Regions from separate parts of the Mus musculus genome. Here regions 1 and 2 are each linked to region 3. Evidence: chromatin contacts called from public HiChIP or PLAC-seq and capture Hi-C data. All regions are on one chromosome and are shown on one strand. Each heading gives the region's core, a stretch centred on a gene start, on an enhancer-like site or on the middle of the called end of the contact. The rest is flanking DNA. Distances are from core to core; before and after follow the strand shown.

Evidence for each region. HiChIP or PLAC-seq counts read pairs in DNA pulled down with a chosen protein or histone mark. Capture Hi-C pulls out chosen DNA fragments and counts their contacts.
Region 1: a capture Hi-C map of embryonic stem cells shows a contact between it and region 3, with 2.5 times the contacts expected there. The contact joins the promoter of Ptk7 here to the promoter of BE949265 in region 3. A contact is called at or near these places in 1 of 15 datasets of contacts at CTCF or cohesin (large pre-B cells), 2 of 115 datasets of contacts at active chromatin or transcription factors (embryonic stem cells and stem cell-derived neural progenitor cells) and 1 of 9 other capture datasets (embryonic stem cells).
Region 2: an H3K4me3 HiChIP or PLAC-seq map of pro-B cells shows a contact between it and region 3, with 9 times the contacts expected there. The contact joins the promoter of Abcc10 here to the promoter of BE949265 in region 3. A contact is called at or near these places in 2 of 15 datasets of contacts at CTCF or cohesin (large pre-B cells and pro-B cells), 5 of 484 Hi-C or Micro-C datasets (CD4 T cells, the G1E-ER4 cell line, erythroblasts and 1 more), 10 of 115 datasets of contacts at active chromatin or transcription factors (astrocytes, embryonic forebrain, embryonic hindbrain and 7 more) and 3 of 9 other capture datasets (adipose tissue, liver and pancreatic islet).

What each region holds. Positions count from the first base shown.
Region 1 is chr17:46,627,447-46,630,776 of GRCm38.p6, forward strand. Ptk7 (PTK7 protein tyrosine kinase 7) reads right to left here and starts at 2,058. Exons shown (of 20, transcript NM_175168.4): 1 at 1,822-2,058. The coding sequence starts at 1,876. Klc4 (kinesin light chain 4) reads right to left here. Exons shown (of 16, transcript NM_001357130.1): 16 at 3,183-3,330.
Region 2 is chr17:46,326,237-46,329,650 of GRCm38.p6, forward strand. Abcc10 (ATP-binding cassette, sub-family C (CFTR/MRP), member 10) reads right to left here and starts at 1,787. Exons shown (of 21, transcript NM_170680.2): 1 at 1,536-1,787. The coding sequence starts at 1,696.
Region 3 is chr17:45,729,327-45,732,504 of GRCm38.p6, forward strand. BE949265 (cDNA sequence BE949265) reads left to right here and starts at 1,593. Exons shown (of 2, transcript NR_169044.1): 1 at 1,593-1,838; 2 at 2,257-2,892. It also overlaps a transcript of 1600014C23Rik not described here.

The DNA.
Region 1 (3,330 bases), core at 808-3,307, 900 kb after region 3:
AACTGATTTAAGGCTCTCATTAAAATGTTTCTTTGTGGAGATACCCCCCAAACCCCTCCTATCCAACCCCCCCCACACACACACCCTCCCAGAACACCCACCACTAGAGTTCACATCTCGAACATCAAGAGTCCTCAGAGAAGAAATTGGCAATGTAGCGTGGTTGAGCAAGGGCCATCTCCACCAGAACTTGCCTTTGACTTCAGAAAGCTAAACCGCAGCAGCAAATACAGCTACATCTAGCAGAGCCACACACACCAAAACCCAGCAGCCAGCCGAGGAGGCCTGTGAGCTGGGGCTGCCTGCCCATATGGTTGGGCCTTCATCCTGGCTGTGTTAAAAAACAAAACAACAACAACAACAACAACAAAACCTTACATACTTCCTCTGGGAGCAGATGCAGGACTTTGCCATGAGCAATGACTACCCCACACATAAGGAACACAGGACAACTTAGGAACACCAGCTTAAGAGACCCCAGGGTTGGTTTTTAGGCTATGCCTACCTCTTTATAACTGGGGGTGGGAAAGACTTTCATTCTCTGGTCCCTAAACCCTCAACAGCTGGTCAGGAAGATGACAGTATACAATTCCCTGCCCCTGCCCTCCCGGCTAGAACTCATTAAAGAGAAGGCTAAGTAAGTTCTTTTTAGGTTAAGGACTAAGACACCCCCACCCCCACCCCCGCAGACTGTCTCCCCAAGGAGGGCTGTTTCCGCAGACCACCACTGGTAGTTTTGTCTTGGAAGGTAAGGAGGGAGTCATTTGGACCAGCAGACTGGGTATATGGGTGGCTTGGCGATTTCCGGTTAAGTCACTTACAACACCTTAGTTGTGACCGACTCTCAGGTGTGATCAGCCAGGAAATAAAAGTCTGCGGGACAGGGTGCCCCTTGTTTGCCCTGGAGATGGGGGGGGGGGGCGGGGGGGCCACACCCTCACCAAAGTAGAGAGACCCTTCACGAAAAGCCAGAGTTGGGCGCTCTCTCTCTCTCTCTCTCTCTCTCTCTCTCTCTCTCTCTCTCTCTCTCTCGTTCTATCTCTCTCTTTGCCTTTCTGCCCTTAGGAAGAGAGACAATCCTTTCCTCCGAGAACACGGACACACGGACAGGATGGAAATCCAGGAAACAGCAAAGCAAAGCCCGTCCGCACCTTGGCAAGCCGGCCATGCCCGATTTTGGCAGCGGCCTTCACTCATTAGTCACCACTACAGCCTGGGACCCTCCGCTCCAGGGATACGACCCTGGCACCGAGTAGGCTCAAGGCCTAGTTGGAGGAGAAGATTAGGCACTTCTCAGTCTAACCTGCCCTCACCCGCAGGGCCATCTGGGGTTCCAGCTTTGCCCCGGAACTTGCAGGGAGGGACCCGGGCGCGTCGGGCCGGCATAGGTAACAAAGCTCCGCGCCAGGCGCGCCCCATGTCAGCTCGGACGGGATCGGGAGCCAGGCCTATCCCCCTCATCTGGGCTCCAAGGCCCGGGGCATTCCTGGGTGTCCGCGTCCGCACCTTTTCACGGGATGGGAGGGCACTGCTTCTCCAAAAGGGAGATCTTAGCAGAGCTTGGGAGCCAGCGACTCCGGGCAACGCTCGAGCAAACTCTCGGATCGGGCGGAGAGAACTCACAGCAAACGCGTCCCCGCGCCCCAGTGCACCGTGTCGCCACCGCGTAGGGGGCGTCGCCAACCCAGGATCCTCGAGCCCCTAGCGAGCCTCTCCACCTCCCCAACTGCCCAGCCCACCTCTCCAGGGCCCTTCCAGCCCCCGGGACTCCCGCGCTTCTCAAAGCACAGCTCGGATCCTCCCGGTTCTCGGGGGACTCACCGGCCAGCAGCGGCAGAAGCAGGGCTCTGAGCAGAGTCAGCGGGCGGGCTCCCATCCTGGCGGGCTGCAGACGAGCAGCGAGGTTCAAGGCACACGGCGAGCGGGCGCGCGGACCGGAGCGCGGGGGCCGCCGCAGCAGCTACAGCCCGAGCCCGAGGCGTCCGGAGCTGGAGCCGCGCGCGCCCCGTACATCCAAGCCCTCGAGCGCGCCGCCGCCGCAGCCAAGCCACGCCCCCGACGCCCCCTCCTCTCCGCCTGCACGGCGCCCCGCCCCCTGACGCCCCCTTCCCCGCCGTCGAGGGGAGGAGCTGGCAATAGAAAGAAGGATCTGGGGAATGATGGGGGGGGGGGGGAGCAGCAGTGGCCGTCTTAGGGGAGTGCCGGAGACCTGGGTGTTGTTCCCACCGCCTAATCTATCCACTGGGACGCAAGAGAACCAAAGTGACTCTCAGAACTCCGTTAGGCCCTCTGAACCTACCTGGAGATCTGGAGCAATAGTTTGCCCAGAATTCTCCAAGTTGCTGGAGTTAAGCAACCCAAAGTGCTGCATGAGACAGACCAGCAGGGTGTCTCAGAAGAAGGCAAGGAGGACATAGCCAGGATGTCTCAGAAGACAAGGAGGGCACAGCTGTGGTGCCCGGTGGAACAGATGTAGCCAGGGAGGGGGAGGGGCGTGCGTGACACTGGACAAATCTGAACCCAAGGTAGAAACCCTGGGCTCCAACCCCCAGCGAGAGCTATTAAACAGACATACATCCCAAGTCCATCTCCAAGCAGTCTGGGCTGTGTCAGGGCATGGCCAAATCTCCAGCTGTGGGGAGGCCCAACGCAGCCCTTGTTCCAGGCACCCTCCACCCCCAGCGCCACCACCCCCACATTCTTTCTTTGTTGTGAAAGCAGCAAGGGGTGTGGGAGGCGGGTCAGAAGAAGTCAAGCTTTAGAAGATGGGCCCCAGCTGCTGACAGGCCTCCAGGATATGCAAGAGAGGATGGATAGCGCCTTGTCCCCCTTCTGGCTCTGGAGGGCCCCCCAGGCCTGCTTAGACCTCCCTTCCCCCAAGCAGCTGGGAGGGGGGAAGGAAGCCACAGAGGGCCTCACAGGCAGGAGAAGTGGCGCCAGGACTCCAGGGTCCTGCCACATGGCCACCACATGTCCCTGACAACCCCGTCCACAGCACCTTCTTCTTGTGTGCCTCATTCCCCATCCCCCAGAAGTCTTCCTCCAGGCCCTGCTAAAGAGGGTACAAACACGGAGGGAACCATTGAGCCAAGAATTCAACAGTCCTGCACACTACCACTGCCCTCATCCTTCTAGGAAGGGTCCTGAACAACGTCTTCAATGAAGACTCCGAACACAAAATGTTACCTGGTTCATTTATTAAAGAAACAGTGAAATATGTGGACCTGTAGTGAGGCAGCAGAGGGTAAAAGAGACCAGGGCAAGGCAGCCCAGTTGGCCAGCCCCAAACTGACAGAAGAGCCAGCATCAGGCGCATCCCTGAGGTGCAGA
Region 2 (3,414 bases), core at 537-3,036, 600 kb after region 3:
GCAAAGCTTTGTCTTACAAAAAAAAAAAAAATCAAAGAGAAAAAAGTTATAGCAGTGACTATCAGAATGCATTTCCAAGTTCACATAAAAGAAAACTGGGTTGGTAGAGATGTTCTTGCAGAGGATCTGAGGTCAGTTCCGAGCACCCATATGATAGCTCACTGTCCTCTGTAACACTAGTTCCAGGGCACCCAATGCCATCTTTTACCCGACATGCATGTAGCACATATGAATAATTGCTGTCGAACACTCTTATGCATAAAACTCTTCCAGTATTTTTAAAAAGAATGAAATTGGGGCTAGAGAGACAGCCGGGCAGTTAAGAGCACTGGCTGCTCTTACAGAGGACCAAGGGTTCAGTTCCCAGCACTCACATGGCAGCTCATGGCTGTCTGAAACTCCAATTCCAGGGGATCTGATGCCCTCCCCTCTGGCCTCCTCAGGCATTGCACCCAAGTGGTGCACAGTCATACAGTTGGGCAAAATCAATCAACCAACTGATCAAAAAAGCAGAGGGTGAGGCTGGAGCCATATTTCTTTAATCCCAGTACTTAGAAGGCAGGAGCAGGCAGATCTCCTTGAGTTCTAGGCCGGGCATACAGAATGACACCCTATTTCAACAACACAAAACAACTCAACTGAGTCTGTTAAGCTCTTTGCAGTCCTAAAAAATGTTTATCTATAAACTAGACACTTTAGTTCCTTTTGTTCCCTCTCATGTGGCCCAAGCTGAGATCCCTCTGCCTCTAGAAAAGCTTAGACTAGACCACCCCTTTTTTTTTTTTTTTTTTTTTTTGACAGGCGCTCTCTTATTAGCCCTGCCTGGCCTGGAACTCACTTTGTAGACCAGGCTGGCCTTGGACTCACAGGCATCCATCCACCTGCCTCTGTCTCCCAAGAGTTGGGATTAAAGGCTTCACATGCCTGACCTGAGCAGGCTTGCTGTGGGTGTCTGTACTAACCTCTTCTAGGCTTTTGCTTCATTCTGCAAAAGGGACAGAAGGACTTAACTTGGCCATCCAAGAACTAAATATAAAATCAAGGCGAGTGTAGCACCAACACCTCACAACACAAAGCCAAGTTAGTTCTAAGATTTTGATTTCGTTACTCTTCTTCCTACAGCTTCTCTCCAGCAGAGTCTACATGGGCTTTTAGCCTAGGGATAGCAGGGCTTGCTGGATGGAAGTGGCGTGCCACTGGCCCTATACAAGCATCCTTTTTTTTTTTTTTTTTTTTTTTTTTTGCTAAAACGTTTATCTAAGTTTGCCTCCAATTCATGGCAGCTCCACTAGGACATTTAAAACTCTGCAAGAGAGATGCATTGGCAACTTTAAGGATATGACAGGCGCCGCACTCGGTGTTTAAACGCCTTGTGTCATTGAACCCGCTCAAAACTGCGGAGACTCCGAGAAGGTAGGTGGCTTGCTCAACTGAGTGCGAACAGTCAGCTTTTATTCTGCTTCTGCCCTACAGAGACCTCGCAATCCCAGGGACATCTGGGAGCGATGTGAGTTGGTGCCTCGTTGCAGTCTCACCTTGGGGTGCCCAAGTGGCAGGCACTGAGGACGGCGAGGAGCGCGTGGGGAAGGGCGCTGAGCACCAGCTGGGTGAAGCAGTGGCCCGTCGTGTCCCCTTCCCACAGCGGGAGCGGCCGCGCCGCGTCCGTGCCACACAGCTGGGCCAGGAGCCCCTCCATAGACACCTCACCCGGGCGGAAGCCAAGAGTGACAAGGCTCGGGGACTGAGTCCCCCGCTGAATCCCCGCCCCCTAGGCGGGACCGCCCCTTGCTTCCGCTTCGAGCTAGAGCCCGCCCATTCTTGAGGTACTTCCGGGGCTGGAGAGGAAGTCGCTGTCCCCGGGGCAGGCCAGTTTCTAGATCCTGGTACTTACGTTCACCCTCCTGTCTCCCGCACTTGGAAACCTAAGCGCCTTTGAGCTGTTTTAATATCTCAAGTGTTTGTGGGTGAGAAAGGACGCGCTGCCAGGTCAGGGTGCTGCGCCACGATGCTAGGGCCCTCTAGAGGCAGGAAGACCTGTTAACGGGTGCTGTTCGCAGTTTTTGGTTATTTTCGCCCATGGGGGTAAGGATGCTCTAACGCGTGCCAGCCTCTGCGCGTGCGTACAGCTCTGCCTCGGGGAGCTGTCCCGGGAGCGCGATGGTGTTTGCGCACGTTTCTGTCTTTTGGCTTGCGCAGTGACCCACCCAGTCCTGTCCTTGTGCAAATTCATTAAGACCCTGGCACGTGGAGCGCTCGCTCTCGCTTACCTATTGCATACTAGTTGACAAATGCACAGCGTTTAAAGAGCTGGAAATCCAAACATGCCTGCCACGCTGAGGAATGCTTGAGGACAAAAGGCTATTCCTGTATCCTAAGGCTACAAGATCTTGAAAGTATCCAACTTACTTGAGCCTTGGTTTTTTGTTTTTTGTTTTTTTTTTTTTTGGCTTTTTTTTTTTTCGATTGAGATGATAATACCAACCCAAGTATTGTGAAATTTGTATAATTTAAAATGTTTATGTCAAGGCCTTAAAATGTTTATGTCTAAAGCTGTGGCTCAAAGATTAAGAAGAGTGCTTCCTGCTCTTGCACAGGACCTGGATTTGATTTCCAGCACCCGTGTAAGAAGGCTCCAGCTCCAGGGATCCAAGGCCTTCTTGGTCTCTGTAAGCACCTGCACACACATACATATAAACTTTAAAAAAAAAGTGTTCAGGTCACGTGCTTTGCTTAGTCATTCCTAAATATTTCAGAGTGATGGGAAGAACGGAAACTTTTGGTTATCCAGATAGATGTTGGTTCGGACCCTGACCCACCAATTTTAGCAGCGCGATGAGATTAGTTTCATTTTAGCTTTATGTTTGCAAGGTGTATATTGGTACTGACTTCATGAGAGTGTTCAGTGTTGTGGGAATAGTTTGGGTTTTTTTCCCCCCAAAATATTTGCCTTCAGAAACTGAAGACCTTGAAACCAAATTAAAGATTTGAGACATTTAAAATTATGTACCTGTCTTGTTTCCCTACTGTGTATTCAATCTGTTTAAATTTATTTAAAAATATTTCTAGAAGAAAGTCCTTATTCCTTTCACATGCCATGTTTTCTGATATATATATATCCCTTATTAATCATACACACAGTACACAGATAAATGACATATTAGACAACAGAGACAGAAGGTACAGGGAGAGAAATGAATTCAAAATCTTTTTTTTTGTTGTTTTTTGTTTTTCAAGACAGGGTTTCTCTGTGTAGCCCTGGCTGTCCTGGAACTCACTCTGTAGACCAGGCTAGCCTTGAACTCAGAAATTCGCCAGCCTCTGCTTCCCAAGTGCTGGGATTAAAGGCGTGCGCCACCACACCCGGCTGAGAATTCAAATTCTTATTCATGGCTTAAACCCCTCCAAGGGGAAGAA
Region 3 (3,178 bases), core at 343-2,842:
CACAACCTCTGTCCCAGCCGCGCTGGCCTTTCAGAGCTTCTGTTTCCCTCTATCTTTCTGTGTTCCCAGTGTCCCTGCAGTGGAGATCTCTGAGACACCCATTCCTGAGACTGAGCAGGGTAGAACTCGTGGGGCAGAGTTCTGGCCCAGAAAGTCCAGAGCACTGGGCCCTGGCAGCTGGCCTGGCACATGTCTGGCATAGCCAGCCTGCAGGCGACGTGTCTGCCCTGCCGGAAACTTCGAAGTTATCAGAGGGGAGTGAAGGGGCTGGGACTTGTAGCTCCTGGGACGTGCAGGGACTCATGCGCTGGAGTGAGTGCACGTGCCTCTGTGTGTGTGTCTGTCTGCACGTGCAGCTGTGTGGATTTCAGGCCAGAGGAAGGGTGGGAGGTCTGCTTTCTCGGCTCCCCTCAGCCTCTCATTCTAGCCTCATGTGGGGGTTCTCCTGCACATGACCTGAGACACTTCCATGTTAGACCTGTCTCCTCTAGTGGGTGATGATACAGCCTGGCTGTCTGTGTGACAGTTCCAGATGGGGATGTCCTGGGGACACCTGACCAAGCCAGCCTGAGACTTTAGCCTGGGTTGTATCCCCCCCCCCCCATCACAGACTCAGAAATGAATGGGGAAGAAAGGGCTCCTTTTTCCTTCAGTTGCAGAGCTAAGGAGCAACCCCTTGAATGTGCTTGCCCTCCTCTGCCCTGCTTCATCTCCTGGGTGTTACATTCCACAGTGGAAAGTGATGCCTTGCTAAGATTACAAACAGGGCCGGCCTGGACTGCCCTGGGATTGCAGGGGCCAGCCTTTCCCACATGGCTCTCCCCCTGCCAAAGGCACTGGTAGGGGCTGATACTGGTGCATCCCAGCCTGAGGGAGAATCAGGACCTCTGGGACGGGGGCGGGATCGTCTGGGTCATCCTTCTTCCACGGGGTTGACACTTTGGAGAGTAAGGGGTCTGTGTTCAGTTGTCCCTAGTCGGCTTGTTCAGGGGATGGCTGGGGCCTAAGCCCTTGGATCTCTGCATGCCTGGCCTCTTCTGGCCCTTCACTTCTGCTCTTACCCCCCTTCAGGTTGAGCCCCCATCCATACTAAGCTGGAGATTTCCGCAGGCTCAGCCAACCGCCTGACCCTAATTATGGCGCCTTCATCCTGTTGGGGTTAAGCTCCTTGTGGCCTCTCCACCCCCCCCCCCCCGACCCCAGGGGCCAGGTCTGGGGTCAGAGACTAAGGAGGCCCAAGCCTGCTATGGCACCTAGAAAGAGCTGTCTGGTGTCCTCCAGGGGGTGGGGGGCTGGAGGAGAGGAGACCACTATGGGTCCAGGCCAAAAGGTTAAGTGGTTTCTCTGGAGAAGCCTAGGGACAGGGAGTTACTCTGAGGGCACTGGAATCTGAAGTCCAGTGCTCTGAGGATGGTTCTACCAAGAACCATTGAGAAAGAGTTCGAAAGGTAAGCCTGCCTTAGCCCTACTCTGCCTGGTTTTCATTTCCCTATTGCTCAGGACTGGGCAAGCATGGCTGGCCAGAAACCCTGCCCAGGGGATGGCCACAGTCAGCCAACTTGAGACTCGGCCTGTGGCACAGTTAAAGAGTCCGAGGCTCAGTGAATGGCAGGCTCTGGACGCAGCTCACCCAACAAGCTGGGACTTGAAGTTTCTAAGCCCAGGCCAGGTCATTTCCTCTTGCTCTCCTCTGTCCCCTGGAGACTTCTTGTCTGCTGTCCTGTTTGTTGAGTATCATCTCTTCTCATCTCATCTGTGTGTGGAGCTATGTGGCAGAGAGGAGCGGGTCACCTCTTTGTGCCTTGCATTCCCCTTTGTGATACCGACGAGAGGGAGAGGTAAGCATGGGGGGAGGGATAACTATTTCTGCTTCTGTCTGGGGTGGGGGCTATAACAGCAGGGACAGGAGTGCAGAAGCTTCTAGATCATGCCCCTATCCAAAGCAGCTGGTGTTTTGGAGCCAGGCAGAGCGGCTCTGCAGAAGCTGACCTGATTTGCCTAAGGGCCCCGCAGTTACAGAAATGACCACTAGGTGTCAGCCTCAGCTCATACTTGAAGTGAGGCTAGGCCTCCAGGTTGCAAACCCCCCTCTGGAGAGTTGGTTGCCCCACAGTTGCTTAGGTGGGGCAGGTAGTTGCTGCGGGAAGGGGTCTGAAGTGACACACCTTCCTGGGACCCGGATGACCTGGGTAAGAGGCTCGCTTCAGATTTTATGTTCAACAGTTTGCATTCTCCTCTGTCTCGGGATGTATACAGATTCTGCTGCACACAGAGGCAAGACGACCCACCCCAATCCCTGCAAGCCAGATCCTGTGAAGACAGCAGACCAGCCAGTATCCACAGCAGCCCCGTGCAATAGGCATGACTAGCAAGTCCCATGCTACAATGAGAAAACCAGTGCTCGCACCTCTTACCCACTTAGAGGAAGACAGGGTCCTCTGAAGCCAGATTCTTTTTCTCACAACAGATGGATTTCTGGAATATTCTAGGATGTCAAGCTGAGGCAGGCTTCCTGTAAGGTTAGGAGTAGTATGGTTGATGATATCCAAAATGAGCCCAGTAGATGGAAGAGGGGTCTTGGGGGTGCCTGGTGTCATACATAGGCAGGTTGTAGACACAGGGTGAGTGGGAGCCATTCCCTGTCCATGTCTTCCTCTGAGCAATCTCCCACTCCACGCTTCTGTTCCCTTCATCTGTGAAGTGTCTACAGGTGGACTTGTTTCGTCTCCATTCTGTCCCTGACACCTGCTCCTTTCCAGGACAGATACTAAGATGGACTGGACAAGCCACCCCCATATAACACCACTTCATGTTTAGACCAGCGACTTCTCAAGGTGTTTTTGATTTTGTGTTCTAGCAATTAAAAAAAAAAAAACAAACAAAGCTGCGTATATACATACTTGTGACTTAAGATTTTGTTCGTTTGTTTTTTGAGACAGGGTTTCTCTGTGTAGACCTGGCTGTCCTGGAACTCACTCTGTAGATCAGGCTGACCTCAAACTCAGAGATCTGACGCCTCTGCCTTCCGAGTGTTAGGATCAAAGATGTGCATAACCATGCCCCAAAATGTAAGTAAGCATTTTTACATATTCTTGTATTGCCCCCCTTTGGTGACATGTACTCATGCTAATTGGACAAAGGTTTGATGAGATACAAAATGAGAAAATGCATAGGTGTT